2 separate regions of the Mus musculus genome follow, and region 2 is linked to region 1. The links are chromatin contacts, called in public Hi-C maps. All regions are on one chromosome and are shown on one strand. Each heading gives the region's core, a stretch centred on a gene start, on an enhancer-like site or on the middle of the called end of the contact. The rest is flanking DNA. Distances are from core to core; before and after follow the strand shown. Region 1 overlaps Zfp277 (zinc finger protein 277). Region 2 overlaps Dock4 (dedicator of cytokinesis 4).

What was found. A called contact is a pair of places that touch in the nucleus more often than the background predicts.
Region 2: a Hi-C map of liver shows a contact between it and region 1, with 2.7 times the contacts expected there. The contact joins two enhancer-like sites. A contact is called at or near these places in 3 of 484 Hi-C or Micro-C datasets (all in liver) and 1 of 9 other capture datasets (adipose tissue).

What each region holds. Positions count from the first base shown.
Region 1 is chr12:40,314,751-40,317,450 of GRCm38.p6, reverse strand. Zfp277 (zinc finger protein 277) reads left to right here. Exons shown (of 12, transcript NM_178845.3): 11 at 186-360; 12 at 1,548-2,405. The coding sequence ends at 1,734. Among named protein-coding and RNA genes, the nearest start is that of Gm40403, 68 kb to the right of the region's middle. Within about 2 kb of position 1,345, at least 2 of the 459 cell types and tissues checked have an H3K27ac peak or open chromatin away from gene starts, as enhancers often do. A contact at or near this core is called in liver, where this site is marked.
Region 2 is chr12:40,498,376-40,501,246 of GRCm38.p6, reverse strand. All of the region lies in intron 1 of Dock4 (dedicator of cytokinesis 4), which reads right to left. Among named protein-coding and RNA genes, the nearest start is that of Dock4, 54 kb to the right of the region's middle. Within about 2 kb of position 1,481, at least 110 of the 459 cell types and tissues checked have an H3K27ac peak or open chromatin away from gene starts, as enhancers often do. A contact at or near this core is called in liver, where this site is marked.

The DNA of each region.
Region 1 (2,700 bases), core at 96-2,595:
ATTTTCCATGTTTTCAACATAAAGTTGGTAAATATTGTAGAATTATAGATCTTAAGATATCACATGATATCATGCAAATATTTAAGTTTTTATATATCAGTTTAAAATACATTTTAAAAAATTTTAAAGAAAATTAATTACTGACAATGCATAAATAATACTAAAGGTTGTCTAATGGTTTGCAGGATTAAATTTCTATCAGCAAGTGAAGCTGGTCAATTTCATTAGAAGGCAAGTTCACCAATGCAAGTGCTACAGTTGCCATGTAAAGTTCAAATCCAAAGCAGATTTAAGGACTCACATGGAAGACACTAAACACACCTCACTGCTTCCTGACAGGAAGACATGGGATCAACTGGAGTAAGTCTTGCTGAAGTGAACGTGAACCTCCAAATTGTGTCCCTTTATTTAACTGCTTTAAATGTATACACACATATGGAACCAAGTATAAATGTGTGTGTGTGAGAGAGAGAGATGTTTATATAACTTTTTTGGAATCTGAATTGGCTAGTTTGGTATAGAAGTAGATACAGACTTTTAAATTATATTTTATTAGCAAAATGTTTTAAGCACCTTTCCACATCCCATGCTTGTGCGTTCCATCTTTTTAAATGGCTGTCACATATGCCATTGACTACTATACCCTAACTTGTTAGGTTAGCTTTTACCTTTTTGCTATTGCAAGTAGTAATAAAATGCATAGCTATATGGCTGCATTTGTGTCCTAATTATATCATTCAGATAAATTAGTATGTCAATGGCATGCACATCACAGATCTTCTAGTGTACATTTTCCATATTGGCACTTTTGAAACATTAAGCATTCATTCTCTGACACGAACTTTTTGAAAAAAGCGATGTCAAATTTCTCAAGTGTCATTTGCCAGTCTAGTCCATCTATGGTGGGTCTCACATCATTTTTGTTGACTTCAGTGGAGGGAGTGGGATGCTGGCTGGCTACCTAATTTTTCAGTATCCTCAGAGAATGTTAAATTAGGCCTCCACAGAACTCTAACCAAAAAAACCTCTGGTTTTCCTTGTTTGGAAGACTTCCCATTTACGAAGGCCAAGGTCAGCCCTCTATTGACCTGGTACTCTGGACTTAGTCCTCATAGAAACTAGAGATGGAGGAACATGGTTGTGGCTTTGTTGGGTATTTGAAATTTTTACTTTTGAAAAAAATAAATAACTATTTTCAGCTCAGTTAAAATTTTTTATGGACCCTACTTTGAGTAAATAAAGGGGGTTCTGTTTTTTGGCTGATAACAGAACAGCACAGTACTGGACCAGGTTATCTGTCCAGCTAATGTTTCCTATCATGATAGAGACTGAGCTGAGTGGCCCACTAGCAAGACTCACATCAGGCTTGTGTCAGACAGGAAGGGTCAGAGGAAAATCAACAGAGGTGTCTCCCAGCCCAGCCCTTGCAGCTTATTAGAGTGTCATCAGGGGACATGGCACAAGCCGTGCTGTGTGCCGCCACTGCCTCGACATTTTTCATGAATTGTGCTCATTTGGTTATTCAGTGTATCTGTGGTTACTTTCAGGTATTATTTCCCCACCTATGAGAATGACACTCTCCTGTGTACACTGTCTGACAGTGAAAGTGACCTAACAGCTCAAGAGCAAACGGAAAATGTCCCCGTCATCAGTGAAGATACGTCCAGACTGTGTGCTTTAAAACAGAGCAGTGTTCTCAACCAATTGCTACTCCAGGGGTGCCTGGAAAACTAGGAGAAGCTGCTGCAGGCACAGTGTCACCTGGTTTTCTCCTGTGAGACACAGACAAGTTCAGATTTGATTGTCCACACAGCATTATTCACGGCTGAAATCATGGTTGTTGTTAATGAAAATTTTTCAAGAAATAAGAAAAATAAAACATTTTGTTTTTATACTTGGACTGAAGAAACTTTGTCATTATCTTGGATGATTTTATTTCATAAACTCATGATTATCTACAATATGGAGAACGTACAAGTCACAAACATTCAAATGGATGACCCTGACTTTAACCCATTGTTTAGTCTCCTTCCTACAGGCCTGTCATTTATCAAGTCACAGAGTTCAGTGTGATTTCTGTACTAAATTGGGAACTTGTGAATGATTAAAACAAGACCCACTGAAGCAAAGAAAGGTGGCCAAAGATCTGGATAATGCACAAACTGGACTATTTAAATATAATCCAAACCTGATTGTATTACAGCGTTATTGTTTCCCTGTTACAAACCCCATAGAAATGGGCATAGTGTAATTAACCTTACTCTTCCCCAAAATATATGTGTACCTATGTATGCATTTTCCCTGATATATATTATAATAGCAATAGTAACAAAGATAAGTACCACTGTCTATGAACATAACTGGAGTGGTATTATAACACTCAATAAAGTTAAAAGAAACTTTCCAATACCATTTTTACTTCTTCCCAGATAGTCTCAAAAGTGTCTCCTAATAGCAAGTACCAGCTGTGATACACGTAATGTATAACCACTTATAAGATGCACTCAGGAAAACAAAAATTACTTTTGTAGATTTCTACCAGAAAATAAACATCATGCAAACCTAAGATAAGTGACAGTCTGCAGAATAACTGACTTTTACGCTTATAAAAATGTCAAGGTCATTTTTAAAAGAAAGCTAAAATTGTATTCCACATTAAGGAGGGCTAGAGACTGTGTGCTGGGTAGGTTGGATGGGGGA
Region 2 (2,871 bases), core at 232-2,731, 180 kb before region 1:
AAGGTGTGCACCTTTCTGAGAAAAGCTAATCACTAATGCATTTCTAATGAATGGCTTTACAGAAACTGAGTATTCATATTATTTATTATTTTAAAACTAAACATTTTAGACATTAAAAATGTATTTAAGATAATAAACCATACTCCAGGGAGCTTGTCACTGTGTTTTAAAGCTGAAATGTTGTAAGTATTATAGAAAACTTCCCAACATCCTTTATGACTATGAAAGGAACCAGAATCCTGAATTTAGCGTAAACCTAAAATGCTTATAGACATATTTGCACCACTACATCACATGAAAATTCAACACCCAACATTGCTCTGCATGCATTTCTGCAACATGCTTTGTTTCCTCAGCATTCATGCATGTGATATCTATTTTCACTATTCCACAGCACTTCGCTAGATCAGAATAGTATGGTGTACTACTGCTTGTAAGCTGCATCACCCAGAGGTCAGCAGAGAATGCACATACATGGACCTTCCTGTGGATACATGTAATGCTTTTTAATATGTGTACATAAAAAGGGGATAACTAAGCCGGGTGTGGTGGCGCACGCCTTTAATCCCAGTACTCGGGAAGAAGAGGCAGGTGGATTTCTGAGTTTGAGGCCAGCCTGGTCTACAAAGTGAGTTCCAGGACAGCCAGGGCTATACAAAGAAACCCTGTCTCGAAAAACAAAAAACAAAAAACAAAACAATGCAAAAAAGAGAATGACTAGAATAAAGTTACTGTGAAGAAACCAAGTGCAAACATTGGGGGAAATGGCCTAAGTTTACGATAAAAAGACTGTTTATTTTTTTCAACATTTTGGCAACTTCAAAATTGGTTAAAGTTTAAAAGGGGGGGGGTGGAAGTGGATAAAAATCTCTCTTTAGAATACTCAACATAATTCTCCACAGAATTGCAAAGTTTGGGTTAACTCCTAGGTACAGATGCAACTTCCACAGTACTGGAAATAGCAAAAAGCTGGTTTATTTGGCTCTAGGGCCACCAGTCCCCAAATGTCACCACACTGACATGAGGCGAAGCTGGTTAGAATACCTCTAGCTGAGCTTGCATATATTGCTCAAGTATGGTGTCAGGAAAACTGAAGCAATTCTTTGTTTATCAACCACAACGGATGAAGTTATTTAAACTAGAGAGAGAAAAAAATCAATGATGATTCATTAGAGTCCTAGTCTCTCAAGCTATAGCACTTTGCCATCCATCCACACGAGTGATCTTTGAAAGATTCAAACTGAAGCATTCTGAAGGGCATCTGACTAAAGTCAGAGGCACTCTCCTGCTGCCCCCCTCCTCCAGCTCTAAAGACACCTCTTTGAACTCACACATTTTTCCCTTTGCCCTTCTAACCCTTATAACCAGCTAGAGGCCCCAGGCCAGGAGAAGTGTGTATTTATGTGAAGTCCCCAGAAGACCTAAGAAGAGTGACATGGGCCAAACCCACACCCAGCCCTGTCCTCTAGGAAGCCTGCCAGGGCTAACCTCATCTGAACCATGTCACTCCCGCCTCCTCCCCCTTCGGAGTCAAGCATTCCCTCCAGACTCACTCACTTAACACTTGTGGATGTTTTGATTGGGATCATCTGTAAGTCCCTGTTATGTTTTCTCTTCACACAGAGACTGTAAACTTCTCAGTGTGCTTTGTCAACCCATCGGCAAGAACAATTGCCAGAATGTAACGCAAAGGAGCTGAAACAGAAAGGAACACGAGATTTGGCTCCCAGGCCTTTCCATGACCACAGCCTAAGGGTGTTACACACTCCTTCCAGAGACTTCGTAGAGGCCCTGTCACTGATACATACTGTGTACGTGCAAGCATGCTTGCGGTTCTCACAAAAGAGGTAGGTAGACCACTATCAGCTAAGCCCTACTCAACAAAAGACGGTTAAAGTAACCGTGATGAGCCAGCAGCCAGACAACAAACAGCTTCAGCAGACCTTGCAACTGAAGTGTGCCTTCTCTCTCCAGCCTCTTCAACGGTGGCCCACACTCAGGAACAGTTTGACATTTTAGCACCATATGGCTCAGCGAGGATCCAAAGGCCACACTGAAAACTGCCAGGCCATTTGGCATTTCCGTACTTGCCCAGGCAGATGGCACTAGGCGCCCAGTTCCCAGCTGCAGCCTGGGATAGGTCCAAGAGGACCGGCGCTTCTCCAGGATGCCAGGTCAGCAAGGAGTCAGGGCTGTGGCATCAAGGCTGTGTGGTTTGAAACCTTGATGCCAAAGCTAATAATCTGGTCCTCACTCACGAGGATTTCTAGCACAGCTGAGAAAATACACAGTGGATTTACAAACAACTGTCTTTCCACCGGAGGCATCCCTAGTCACTCTCACCAGCAAAATGCCAGGCCCCTAAAGCGTGCTAGCCGCTCCTCCTCTCTACATAAGACTTGTGGGATTCCCAAGGAAATCTACTAGGACGGCTAGTTCAAAGACTGCAGAGAGGGATGGACAGGGTCTCATCCTAAGAAGTCACATGGGATTCTGTTTTTTCTTTTCTTTCCTTATCATGGTATAACACACGTGTTGGTGTTTAAAGCTGGGCTTCTTTTTCTGGGATCAGTTCCCCGGAAAAGGAAGCAAAATCTCCACTGTGAAAAGGACTCAGGCCAAGGTTGCTCCAAGGCAGAGACTTGGAGAACTGTCAAGGATTCGGGTACCACAGAGAAGAGATCACAGGCAAGCTTTGCAGAAAGAAAAGGTGAATCCAGTTGGAGAAGGGCCTGGGATCAGGAGAGTTCAGACAGAGGCTGTTGCCACTCAACACATCCCTGAGCAGCGCCTGGGGTTTTAACTGTCCATGTCTCATTACTCGGGATGCTAAAACCTCTTAACATATGAACATACACACACTAACACACT